2 separate regions of the Mus musculus genome follow, and region 2 is linked to region 1. Evidence: chromatin contacts called from public HiChIP or PLAC-seq data. All regions are on one chromosome and are shown on one strand. Each heading gives the region's core, a stretch centred on a gene start, on an enhancer-like site or on the middle of the called end of the contact. The rest is flanking DNA. Distances are from core to core; before and after follow the strand shown. Region 1 overlaps Dlgap1 (DLG associated protein 1). Region 2 overlaps Emilin2 (elastin microfibril interfacer 2).

The links. HiChIP or PLAC-seq counts read pairs in DNA pulled down with a chosen protein or histone mark.
Region 2: a contact with region 1 is called in a FOXA1 HiChIP or PLAC-seq map of pancreatic cancer cells. The contact joins two enhancer-like sites. A contact is called at or near these places in 1 of 39 promoter capture datasets (pre-B cells), 1 of 115 datasets of contacts at active chromatin or transcription factors (pancreatic cancer cells) and 1 of 9 other capture datasets (adipose tissue).

The regions. Positions count from the first base shown.
Region 1 is chr17:70,703,794-70,710,535 of GRCm38.p6, forward strand. The region is part of intron 5 of Dlgap1 (DLG associated protein 1); the gene reads left to right. All of the region lies in intron 1 of Gm36746 (a long non-coding RNA gene), which reads right to left. Among named protein-coding and RNA genes, the nearest start is that of Gm36746, 11 kb to the right of the region's middle. Within about 2 kb of position 3,653, at least 57 of the 459 cell types and tissues checked have an H3K27ac peak or open chromatin away from gene starts, as enhancers often do. A contact at or near this core is called in pancreatic cancer cells, where this site is marked.
Region 2 is chr17:71,253,631-71,260,372 of GRCm38.p6, forward strand. It overlaps Emilin2 (elastin microfibril interfacer 2), which reads right to left. Exons shown (of 8, transcript NM_145158.4): 5 at 2,694-3,062; 6 at 2,350-2,382; 7 at 1,489-1,617. Among named protein-coding and RNA genes, the nearest start is that of Emilin2, 54 kb to the right of the region's middle. Within about 2 kb of position 3,656, at least 106 of the 459 cell types and tissues checked have an H3K27ac peak or open chromatin away from gene starts, as enhancers often do. A contact at or near this core is called in pancreatic cancer cells, where this site is marked.

The DNA of each region.
Region 1 (6,742 bases), core at 2,403-4,902:
TAAAGCATGTAGAATCAGAAATGTGACTTACATTTATAGATTCTCAGATTTAAATTACTCAGAGGAACTCTGAGAGATGGCTGGGCCTTTAGAACACTTGTTGCTCTTCCAGATGACCTGAGTTCAATTCCCAGCACCCACATGGCTCCTCACAATCTGTAACTCCATTTCCAAGAGTCTTAGTCAGGGTTTCTATTCCTGCACAAAACATCATGACTAAGAAGAAGTTGGGGAGGAAAGGGTTTACTTATTCAGCTTGCATTTCCACATTGCTGTTCATCACCAAAGGAAGTCAGGACAGGAACTCACACAGGGTAGGAACCTGGAGGCAGCAGCTGATGCAGAGGCCATGAAGGGGTGTTATTTACTGGCTTGCTTCCCCTTGCTGTCTCAGCTTGCTTTCTTATAGAACCTAAGACTACCAGCCCAGGGATGACACCACCCACAATGGGCCCTCCTTCCCTTGATTGCTAATTGAGAAAATGCCTTACAGCTGGATCTCATGGAGGCATTTTCTCAAGGGAGGCTCTCTGTGATAACTCCAGCCTGTGTCAAATTGTCACACAGAAACAGCCAGTAAACCAAGGGACCCTCTTCTGGCTTTCTTGGGCACCAGCACACATGTGGTGCACAGACATACCTGCAGGCCAAACACATAAAATTTCTCACAAAGCTCTGACAATCACGTGCTAGGTTGTGTTTGTAAAGAAGACACACCATTCTTTCTGTTTAGTTCAGAGAATGACAATTGCCCTGCAAATCCTTTGCCACAACCTGTAAGAAGGAACTCTCTCTGCAGGGTGGTGCGTATGACACTCACATGAAAGCCAGGCTGACAGGTCTCAGTGGTCAGGTTGCTGGAATGCACTGGAATTCTAAGGAAGCCAATGGGTGCTCTGTCAGCTGTGTAGAACACTTGGGAGGCAGAGACAGGCAGATCTCTATGAGTTCAAGGACAGCCTGGTCTACAGAGTGAGTTCCAGGACAGCCAGAGCTACAGAGTAAGACCCTGTCAAACAAAACAAAAACCAAAAAGAAAAGAAAAACACAAAGATAAGTGAACATTTAGGATAATGAAGGAGAGATGGTAATTTGTAACAACTGTTCAATGTATAGCTTTCTCTCTGCAGATAATGGTCCATCTTTCCTAGTTAATTCTAGGTTTTCAAAGAATAAGCTATTTGGAGAGGCTCTGCTTTTAGGCAGATGGGGGATTCAAGAAAAAAATTCTATGGTCAAATGTCTCCAGTTCTCGTTTATGCTTATGCAATATTATCACATGTCCTGTGCTTGCTCCTTCAAAGGAGCCAGTGATAGATCCTTTATCTGTGTTCTTAGTGGCCCAGCTATGGCCTGAGATGGAGCTGTGACCTGGAGAGGGGGAAGAGCAGAGCCTCCCAGGCCCAGCACACACTCAAAATGTAGTAATCTGTACCAGTGAAGGACTTCCTTGACTGGCCTCAAGGATGGCACTACCATTGGAGAAGTCTTACCATCTGAGCCATGGCTCCACCTTTGGAAATGTTGCTGTTGTTGTTACTGTGCTCGTGTGTGTGTGCGTGTGTGTGTGTGTGCGTGTGTGGTGTGTGCGTGTGTGGTGTGTGTGTGCATGCACATGCATGTGTGTGTGTGTGGTGTGTGTGTGCGCGTGTGTGTGTGTGTGTGTGTGTATGTGTGTGGGGTGTGCGTGCGTGTGTGTGTGTGTGTGTATGTGTGTGTGTGTGGTGTGTGTGTGCATGCACATGCGTGTGTGTGTGTGGTGTGTGTGTGTGGTGTGTGTGTGCATGCACATGTGTGTGTGTGTGTGTGAATGTGTGTGTGCACTCAAGCACTTATACCACAGCACGCATGTGGAGGTCAAAGGACAACAGTTCTCTCCACTGTTGATCCTGGGACTCAAAACCCTCAGGTTCGGCAGCACACGCCTTTGCCTGTCGGGTCATCTGCATCCGAGGATTTAACAATACCTTATAGAATGGATTGAGCCTTGACCTTCAACAATTCGGGTTTGTTTTGTTTTTCCACGCTGAGGATGGGACCCAGGGCTTTGCACATAGCAGGGAAGAACTCTAGCACTCACCTACAACCCCAACCCAATTCTGAATATCTTTAACCTCTGCTGGTAGAAAATCCATATGGTTCTCTTCACTAGTCAATGCCTGTGGAGTATGAAGCCTTTACGAGGCCCCGGGATGCATCTACCCCTAGCATCCACCTCATTTTGACAGCTGAGGAAAAAGACACAAAAAGATCAAGTGATTTTTTTTTTCCCAAAGTCACAAGGATAGCAGACAATATTGGTACCTGTTGGCTCAGTATGACTCTAAAATGTAAACCCTTGACAGTCAGGAGTCGTGCCTTCTGCCATGATGCTGTTTAATAAATCAATGTGTAATATGAGCAGGGAGGGCACAGTGACCAGATGTCTGTGATCCCGGGACATGAACAGCAGATGCAGAGGATCAGGAGTTCAGGGTCAGCCTTGGTTAGACCTGGAGGCCAGGCTAGGCTACCTGAGAGCCTGTTGTTGTTAAAAAAGAAAAAAATCTAAAAGCAAGCATAGCTGTGTTCAGAACAAAATACTGACTGGGAGAAGGTTCTGTCAGTAAGATGCTGACCTCAAATTCAATTCCCAGAACCCATGTAAATATCAGGCTACAAGGGAAGGTGCCAGGAGACACCCCACACACACAAACGTGCATTCACACACCTGTGTGTACACACACATACACACACACACACACACACACACACACACACACACACACACACATGAACACACTTCTCTTTCCCACCCAGAAGTTGACTTCTTGCCTTGGGTAGGGTTGCTGTATTGATCAAGCCCTGATGCTTTCGCCCCGTGTGGACGGTACGCAACTGTTTATTACTGGACACGTTTTTACTGAACAGAAGCCTCATCCCAGCGGCTGCAGATGCAGTTCAGGAATATTCCATGCCCTTGCCTTCCCATACAGTCGGAGAAGCTTGACAGCAGAGAGGCATCCAACACCTATCACGAAGCAATCGCTGAAGAGAAGTCAGGAAAGGTTTTCTAGCCCGGGCCACTTTTGAGTTGACTGAAAAGAAGCAGGGTGCAGTAACCACACGACCACCAATATTAAAAACCAGCAGATTCAAATCTGACTTATTTCTTTTCGAAGCTTCTGGAACATTCAGAAGGCCAGGCACAGAGTGGGGAAGGAGGAACTTTAATTCCGAAGTTCCCTCCCAGGTCTGGCTTAGGGTTTAAAACTGCCTTTCAATCCTGTACTGCCAAACTTCTCCATGTGCGGAAAACTGGAAGCTCCGCCTTTCATGGATGTGATTGACGGCTCTGGCTTCCTGGGCAAAGACGTAGTAACAGCACATGGACGCCAGGGGGCAATACGGTCCCGCCGAGGACTTGGGAACCTGAAGCATTTGTGACATCTCTGTACCTAAAAGGAATCCTTTAGAGTACCACGAAGGAACAAGAGCACTCTAAATGCACTTTCACCGGAATAGCCCGTCGGCACCGGTGCTGAGCTGCCATCTCTGCATAGTTTGTTGACTTTGCTTAATGCAGCTGCCGGATCTTTTCTGCCCTCTTGCCTAGTAAGTCCTTGAGCCCCAGCCAGCCCCAGCCAGGTCGTTCAAGGTGCTACCCGAGATCAGGTCCTCTGCCTGCATACAGAGTCAGCTTCCATGCCCCTGCGGCCCAGCCACTGCAGCGTTTCAGGTCATTCCAGTCCCAGGCATCATTTTGTTTCCAGTTCGCAGCTGCCAGGTGTCTGCCCTCACTTAACCCGCAAGGATGAAAGATCAAAGGTGTGCCTGCATCTGCCTTCTGTCCCTGCGCTTTCAAATGGTACACATTCAAAAGATATAAATGCGGTATTGTGCACCCTGGAGGGAGTGGTGGGGCAAGGATCAGAGGTGGCACCGGGCACCGGTTCAGAACACGTGGCTATTAGAAAATGAGGAGAGCAATCTCTGCAGCTCCGAAGCTCTGACCTGGTGAAGCGTGTTCAACTTAAAAGACAAAGACTTTTTTTTGCGAGTGGATGGACTCCCCCTATCTCCAACTACAGACATCGGGTCCACAGAACCAGGTGGCGAGTGTGACTCAGTGGTAGACCGCCTGCCTATGGGAACTGAGCAAGCAGGAAAAATAAATGAATCTCACGGTGTTAAAGCATCCACAAGGCTAGCCCAGTGTGCTCGTGCCTGTTGGAGACAGACACTAGCAGATCTGAGTTCCTGGCCAGTCAGGACTACTTAGTGAAACCTTGCCTTTGAAAAAGAAAGAAAGGGGGAGAGGAAAGAAACAGAAGGAGGGAGGGAAGGAGGGAGGGAGGGAGGGAGGGAGGGAGGGAGGGAGGGAGGGAGGGAGGACCCACAAAGCTTGGTTAACGCTTGGAATATTGGAAAGCGGGATGCTATGAATCTGGACCCCAAGTCCCTTGGGCAATCTTTAGCCCCTTAACAGTCATTCATTGCCCACCCATGTTTGACCTTGTAACACCCTTGTGACTATTCAGGTAAATCCTTCTGGAATGTTCTAACAGGCTACACGCTTCCTCCAACCCAGAGGCTAAGAATGCCATCAGATTGCACCTAAGATCGGAGTTATCCCCCTCAGCAGTCATACCTAATAGTCTCACCAATATATTTTTTAAATGTCTTGATTTATGACTTTGTTCTGTAACTATAAAAACTTCATCAAGCTGGGCAGTGGTAGCACATGCCTTTAACCCCAGCACTTGGGAGGCAGAGGCAGGTGGATTTCTGAGTTTGAGGCCAGCCTGGTCTACAGAGTGAGTTCCAGGACAGCCAGGGCTACACAGAGAAACCCTATCTCGAAAAATAAGAAAAAAAACAAAAACAACTTCATCAAACTGTTAGCACATTGGAGAGAGGCATCTACCATGGCCATTCATAGCTGGCTCCAGAATAAACTCTCATTCCCTTTGAGGTGAGAGCTGTGTTTTTGTGTCAAGGCTCTGGATTCCACGCCCTACACAGTTGTGTGTGTGTGTGTGTGTGTGTGTGTGTGTGTGTACAGATGTATTTGTACAAGTGTGTCTGTGTGTATGCACATGTGTTTGTGTATGTGTACTGATGTGTGTGTGTGCCTGTGTGTATATATGCATGTGTGTGTTTGTGTGTGTGGATGGATATGTATATTTGTATGTGTGGATGGATGTATATGTACATGTGTGTATGAATGTTGTGTACGTGTGTGCGTATATGTGTATGGATGTGTGTATACGTGTGTGTACAAATGTGTATATGTGTGTATGGATGCATCTGTGTGTATGTGTGTGTGTACAGGTGTGGGTGTGTGTACAGGTTCTGTGTGTGTGTGTATGTGTGTGGTATAGAGGAGTGAGAGGTATAAAGGAAGACACTTTGAAATTATAGAATGGAAGTTATAAAGACATCGATGAAGACATTTGCTTATGTAACTAATAGAAACAGTGACAAGAGATGCAGGAAAACTGTAGAGAGCCACTTTCCAAGGGAGCCACATTTCCCGTACCTATGGGAACAATAAGTCGAGGTGCATCCCCAAGAGGAAGTGAACAAAACTCTGAGCACAGTTACTGTGGGAAGTGGCAGCTTTGCCCGGCCCTGAGATTGCAGCTTCCTTCTGCTGTAGATGTGGGGTGAAAAATAGCTCCTGACCCAGCAAAAAACAGGTTATAACTTCAACTTAGAAGTGCTTCAGTCTGACCACCACTAACTTCTCAGGACTCCCAAGAAAGCCCCCTGTCCCTATTTCCCCTAAAACCATAAATGAGAGATAGCACAAATTGCACCTGACCCTTGCAACCCCGAACCCACACATTCCCAGGGGCTTCTCATGGCCTCTTTTCCTGGGCTTCCTGAGTTTTCGGGGGTGACCAGCTGCGCCCACAGACCATAGCTGAGCGATTAATAAGTCACACATACTTGCCCACTTCCTGTGGCTGGGAATCCAGGTTTGCACAGCACATGAGCAAAAAGAATAGTGGTGAGTTATTAAGGCTGTGTCGAGGAGGGAGTCCTTATCAACAGCATCAGACAATCAATTCATCTGCTTGACAAATATTTATCCAGCACTTGCTGAAGCCAGGAATCCCACTGTGATCAAAGGGAGCCTCTGTTCTCATGGGGTTTACATTCTAGAGGTGAGTAGTGGCATGGCTCAAATCATCAAAGATGACTGTGCTCCCGGAAGAGAACTTGGGACCGATAGGAGAATCGCTGCAAGGAGGGAGCAAAGAGAGAGGCTCGGGGAAGCTTCTGGAGAAAACCCTCATGCACTAAGCAGGCAACGATGGATAAATGGAGAAGAAGCTCCAGCTAGCTAGCTTTCAGGGACACAAAAGAATGGCGTGGCCAGGCTGTGGGGACAATCTCAGGTGAGACCAGTCAGGTCTAACTTGCTTAGCTGTTGCCATGAAATGTGTCACCCTGCAATGCATAGAGGCTCGTAAATAGACTTTTTTTTAAAAAATCAGATTCTGCATTTTAATCAGAAATGATTACAGTCATTTCTAGTTGGATCAGAAATGTCCCCAGCATCTCATGCGTGAGGGCTTCGTCATCAACCTGTGGCTGTACTAGAAGATAATGGAACGATGGAAAGTTAGTAGGGACGTGTTCCTGAAGGAGATCCTGGCACTCCATCCCCAGAACTCTTTGTTCTCTCTGTCTGTCTCTCTGCCTCCTCTCTCCTTCCCTCCTTCCACCACCACCCTTTTTTTTTAGCTTCTTT
Region 2 (6,742 bases), core at 2,406-4,905, 550 kb after region 1:
ACTTGGGACCAAGGCCCAGCCCCTGCCAAGTTACAACCTTCCTAAATCTCTTAGACAGCAGCCTTAGGAGGCCACGCTAACCCTCCTCATCTATAAAAGAATCAGCCTCTTGGGTGTAGGTCATATTCACTTGTAGCCAGAAGCCCCACTGTCTTCTAACCCCAGGGCCCATATAATCTGGAAGGCAAAGGAAGTGTCTAGAGATGGACTACCCAGGAGTGGGTAGGGGTATCAGGCCTTCATACTCAACAGCTAGATGTCACCATGAAATTAGGGTCCTGAAACAAAAGACCCATTTAAGAGTCTAGCCTTCAAGTATGCCTGGGTCCACCCTGCCCCTTCCATGCTTACTATTTAAATAGTATCCTGATTATAACTCCTAGAATCTTGTTCAGGCCCCAGTGTACTGAGCCAAGCTTCCATTCGCCTGTCTAACAGGGGCAAGCCTAGCTCAAGGGCCTCCTGGAATTTCCTTCATAGTCCCAGCCTGCTCGTAAAGATCACCAGCCTGTGTGAGTGGACAGGGGGGTCCCCACAACCAACGTAGCCAAAGGGAAAGAGTCCCCTCACTCCCAGTCAAAACCCCCAACTCTGGCCCAAACCCTTGAAGCATAGATTAGAAAGGTTGTTTGGAGCAAAGCTTGGCAGCCTGGGATACCTGGCTGCTTTCTTGGAGGTCTGCCAGTGACTTTATCAGAACCAGCGTGACTTAGCCAGAGGGGAACCAGGCTTGGAGTTGTAGAAGGAATGGCTAAAGATTACCAAGAAGATGGCCAGAACCCTCACCCTCCCTGCGAAGGCCATGCCTATATGAGAGCAATGGCTGCTAAAGGCAAGGAGGGGGGAAAAGGCTCGAACCCCACCATGAGCCTCAGAGGGTTGCCACATAGTCCAGACAGAGAATTACCCTTTAAGGGGTAGGAAAAACTCGTGTGTGACTATCAGGAGATGGTCTGGGGACAGGTGAGACACCACAAGCCAGAGGAAGGGCAAGATGGCTGTGCTGTCGGAGCTCCTAGCAGCTCCTTCCACAGTCTCCAGGGTTCCCTAGAATAGGCATGGGTGCTACAGGCACCTTCCAAAGTCCACTGTTTAATTCTGTCTCGGTATGTGAGGCCCCACACACTAACTAGCCTCAGTCCCTTCTGGAGAGAACACAGCCCCCCCCCCTTTTTTGGCTCATCATAAAAACAAGATTCTGAAGGGAGTCCCTGCCTCTGAACATTCATAGAGAAAGCATGCTTGATGGCCGCTAGGGGGCGGATGGAGGAGAGGGGGCTGGGGTGTGACGGGTCATAGCTGGCAAAAAAAAAAAAAAATAATAATAACCATTAAGAATTGAGCGGCAGTTCCAAAAGTATAGTGAGGCCATGTGCTGCCCTCCCACGCTGCAGCCCAAGAATTAGAGGTCTGGTGGCAATCCACTGCCCAGCTTAGGTTCTCCCCAGCCTCCGTGGAGCCAGACAGAATTCCACTGTAGATACTCACCAGTGTTGGGGTTGTATACATCCCCATCGTTCACCAGCACCTTATTGAAGAGAACAACGCCTCCATCGCTGGGAAAAGGCTTCTGGGTAAGACCGGCTGAAAAGGACACCAGAGTGGGCAGCGGCACCCCTAGGGCAGAGAGAAGCCAGAGCATGTGGACCTGCCTATCTTCTGAAAGTCCAGAGACTCCCCTTGGCAGACCAAGGGCTAGTACAGAGAAACTGGACAAATGTGTGAGACACACAAACTGCATACGAAAGCCTCAAAGGGATTGTCTGCGTAGTGTGCCTGCACGCACATGTGCGAGTGCGTGTGTGTGTGTGTGTGTGTGTGTGTGTGTGTGTGTGAGAGAGAGAGAGAGAGAGACAGAGACAGAGAGACAGAGAGAGAGAGAGAGAGAGAGAATGAGAATGGAAGGTGAGGTTGCTGTGCACTGAGAGAGAGAGAGAGAGAGAGAGAGAGAGAGAGAGAGAGAGAGAGAGAGGAGAGAGAGAGAATGAGAATGGAAGGTGAGGCTGCTGTGTGCTGCCTAACTGCATCCATCAGGAGCTGATGCTGGGCCCATAGAGAATCATCTAGGGAGCTGCTGGCTTGTAAGCCAGTAAAACTCATCAGGACCACACAGGGTACAGCCCACCCAGCCTCCCCTTGGGAAACATGAACAGAGACCATGTAGGAGGGAGAATTCCTGCCTCTGAGTCTCTCTAGGGGTTCAGTCCACAGAGACCAAGACCAGGGTGTCTGCTAGGTGTGGAAGGGCCTAGGCTCCAGGCTGTCTACCCATGTCAGCAGCCCCAAGGGAGGAGACAGGAAATGCAGGGCTGAGACCACCAAGGAGAGCAGGGATCCGCATAGACATACCTGGGGTGGTTACAGGAGGTGACTTGGGGTAGCCTGAAAACAAAGAGAGTGGAATGTCAAGTCCTGCACAGATATTTTCCAGACCTCTTTCTCCCTTCCGGGATGGCTGTAGTCCCCAATTCTGGCTATGTCAACCTCACTATTCTCACCCTTCCCTGGGTTTTGTGCTCCTGATACCCACATGTCAAATAAGCAAAAAAGAGGCTCCTCTGAACTCTCGTGCCCTTCGGAAGCTACCTTCCTGAACTTTGTCCCCCAAAGGTGGAACTCCGGACCCACAGAACACACCAACGGGCAAGGCTAGAACAGTCTGCCATCATGTGTCATCTGCAGGGCAGACTTACCTGGTGCCCCTGCATAGCCTTCCGAGCTATGAATGGGCCCCTGCCCCATCTGGCCATCCACTCCCCGAGGCAGGCCCCTTCCGGACACGCCCATCCTGCCTGGAGGCCCCGCCTCTCCAGTCTCCATGATGACGCCACTAGAGCCAGGCAAGAAGGGCAACCCCGTGCGACCAGGCCAGGCAGGCAAAGGTGGTGGCTGCAGGGGCCTCTGGGGCAATACTGGCTGCTGGCCTGTCTGTGGTGGTCCTGCAGGGTCTTCTGGCAGTGGGGTCAGCCGGGGTGGTTCAGTGGGGGCCTCCTCTGAAGGTCTGGTGGATTCTAGGGGAGTCTTCCCAGACGGTCCCTCGGTTGCTTCTGAGGGTTCCTCTGCTAGAAGTGAGAAAGAAAACAATGTTCAAATGTCTCCAGGTCCCCTGTGTAAGGCTTCCATGACCTTTGATCAGTGTCACTTGGTCGACTACAAATGGCTGTGCCTGTGTAGCTGAGGCGCTCTCTCCAATGGGACATAAACAGTACTAGAGCCTGGGACAGTTTGCCTGGCATCTTCTGAAGGAACTCCAGCCAAGCTGCCACTGACTACCCACGGAGAGCTGGGAAGACAGCAGGGGCCACCTCGAGGTAGATGGCAACACTCCAAAACAGTGCGATTCAGGCTCCAATACACGTGTCCTTTCAACGCATACTCTTGTCATGGATGAGTCACATTACCACGAGGCTAATGCCACCACTACTACAACCTCTAAAGCAAGCTAGCCTCAGCGTCAGGCCACTGGCCTCACCGCTGGCTTGTGAAGAAGGGCTGTCATGAAGACCCCTTGACTTCCCCATCAGGTGTCAGGAACCTTGGTTGCCCCTACAAAGACCCCAAAGAAACACCACACTTTCAGATCACCAGTGGAGCAATCTCCTGTTTCGGGTGTTTCTGCCTGTCTGAGGTGGCCACCACAGTGACTCAGCCAAGAGCTGCCACCCTTTCCTTCCTCTGAATACATTCCTGGAACTAGCATTCTAAAGACCCCTTGCTACGTGCTCACAAGACATCTGAAAACATACTGCTCGCGAATGCAGAGAGCACCTTCCTCTTTCATTAGTCTGGTGCCTCATATGTCCCAGGACATAGAGCTGGACCATGTGAGGCTCCATCAGCCACTGCATTTTGGCCCACTGTCTAGAGTTGCTTTAAAGTTCTATAAAATATATATTGTACATGAAATACGTGCCCTCCTTCCACCCAAGAGCCGATGATCAAAACGTCCTCCCGAAAAGTTATTTCTCAGCCGTTTTCTGATCAATTTTCAGAATAGGCTCCACAGAAAATAATTCCAGTAGTCTCCATGTCAGTTCTCCTAAGGGAAACATCTGGATGACCCCGATGTGGGTGCAGGCAGTAAGCAGATGTGATGGAATGAGCAAGGCAGGAGGGTCACAGGTTCTAGGCCAGCCTGTGCCTGCATTCCACAGAAACAAGGGATGAAGCCATGAAAACAGAGTTGAGGGTCTTTCACAGGACAAAGGTTAAAGGTTATCCTGGAATGTGGGGAAGACAGAGATGGAAAGCCCTGTGCCTGCAGGCACGTCCAGAGAAAGACCAGCCCAGGGCTACCAGGAAGCAAGGAAGTTCCAGAAGAAAATGTGCTAATATTTTAAACACAGAACTGAAAAGAACTTGGATATATTTTATAATATAGAAAATTATGTTGAGGGGCTGTTGGCAGTTGATGGCACAGTTTCCTCACATATGAAATCTATTTCCATTTTTTCCTATATGTGATGTGCATGGATGCATCCTCTGTATGTGGTACCTTTGTGTAAACAAAGTAGAAGCTGGAGGTTAATATTGAACCAGCCTCAGTGGCTCCCCATTCCTCGCGGGGGCAGGTTCTCTCGATCAAACTTTGTGCACACTGATAGAGCTCGTCTTGCTAGCCAGCTTGCTCTGGGGATAGATATCCTGTCTCTACCATCTGAGGCTAGAATTACAGGCATTTATAAGAGTTCTGGGTCTTCACTAGTCTTTGCCCATACTTGGCACTTCTGAGCCTTTTCCTCAACCCCTTGTGAATATGGACTTTTTTTTTTCCCCTGAAAGGTCATAAGCCAATTGTGGTGGTGCCTGCCTTTAACTCCAGCACTCAAGAGGGAGAGGCAGGAGGACCTCTGTGAGTTCAAGGCCTGCCTGGTGAACAGTCAGGTTTAGGCAACATGGTGAGACCCTATCTCAAAAACAGAAACAGGATGTGAAATCAGGAGGGGAGAGACTTTTCTGGGAAATGGGTAAGATGGGAGAGAGAAGAAATGAAGGAGGTGGGTTTCTTAAAGGCACAGAGCATTTTGGAAGATGGCTCCATGGGTAATGTGTTTTGCCAAGCAAGCATGAGAACCTGAGCCCTACCCCTAGTGCCTCCGTGAAAAGCCAGTTACGCAGGCACTCACTTGATACGTGTGTGCATTCATGTGGACAAACACTCATATACCTAAAATAAAAATCTTAGGGCTGGAATGATGGTTCGGCGTTGCAAACACTGGCTACTCTGGAAGACCCAAGTGCAATTCCAACATGCACATGACAGCTCACAACTCTGAGTCCCAGGGATTTGATACCTTCTGTCACCTTCAGGCACCGTGTGTGTGTGTGTGTGTGTGTGTGTGTGTGTGTGTGTGTGTGTGTCTGTGTGTGTGTGTGTGCGTGTGTGTGTGTGTATTGTACAGACATCCATGCAGGCAAAACACCCATACACAAAACCATCTTTAAGAAAGGTAGGAAGTGACAAAGACATTTGGCCTTGACCTCCACCCTCGACACGTGAAGGTGTGTACAAGTGTACACATAAAAACCTTAAAACAAGGGAAGAAGGAATGGAGGGTAAGGGGAGGTGAGAGGTCTAAGAGCATTGCGCAGTCATATGAAAATGCCATGGGACATTCTGGATAATTCATATGCACTAGTCAAAAATCTGGTTTTCTACGGCCTATAAACCCAAACCTCACCTCCTCTGCTATCCAGTTCCCACTCCAGCGCTGGTGACAAGCTCTTCCCTGAGTCTCCCTGACTTGGCTTTGCTGTGCTGTGTCTACCCCTGAAACCACCCATTCAGCACCCATCCTTGCTGTCAGTCTGGTTCAAACACCACCTCCTCTGGGAAGCCCTCTGAGATCTGCCCAAAGGGGCTTAAGCAGTCTTGCTTCTGCAGCATGAAGCAGTTTGGACCCTCTGTGATTTCATCTATCGTCCATCTACAGCTGGATGGTGTGCCCACCTTCACCATCTCTGGTCCCCAGGACTTAGCATAGGGCCTGGCATGTGACACGGAGACAGAGGCTGTGATGGTTTCTATGATCCAGCCAGGATACCAGGAACCCTAATTCTATCCCCCCAAACCATTGCCACTCTAGGGATCTACTTGTACTGCTTCAGGGCGCAGAACCATGAGAATTCTAAGTCATTTCTCTCAACACCAGGCTAATCAAGAAATCGAGAACTTAAAATCCCGTTTGAACACAGAAGTCGGGGCTCCAGGGATGAGCAGAGCTGCGGTCAAGCTAGACAACAGTGAGAAGGCTGGGCCTGACTCGGCTTGGGGCCCAGGCCCAGCCTCTCCCTGCTCAACTTGGGCTCCGCCCAGTGTCATAGGGCGTTTCCACAGATTATTTATTACTGAGTCCCAAGCAAGCAGAGCAGCGCTCAGTTCAGTCTAAGGGAGAGATTTCCCCCCGAAGGCACACATCTCTCACCCAGAAAGTGAATCTCTCACCTGAGGAGTGAATGACTGCCAGGCCCAGCTGCCCGGGGTTTGGGAGTGGGGGTGAGGGGGGATGGCCACCAGGAAGAGAGAGGAGTGAGTGAGAAGGAGGAAAAAGGAGGAAGGAGGAAGAGGAAGAGGAAGAGGAAGAGGAGAGGAGAGAATGAGGAGAAAGACAAGAGTAAGGAGGAGGAGGAAGGAGAAGAGAGGAGGAAGAGAGAGGAAAGAGGAGGAGAGAGGAAGAAGGAAGAGAGGAGGGAGGAGGAAGAAGAGGAGGAGGAGGAGGTGGTAGTGGTTGTCTCACTCCCT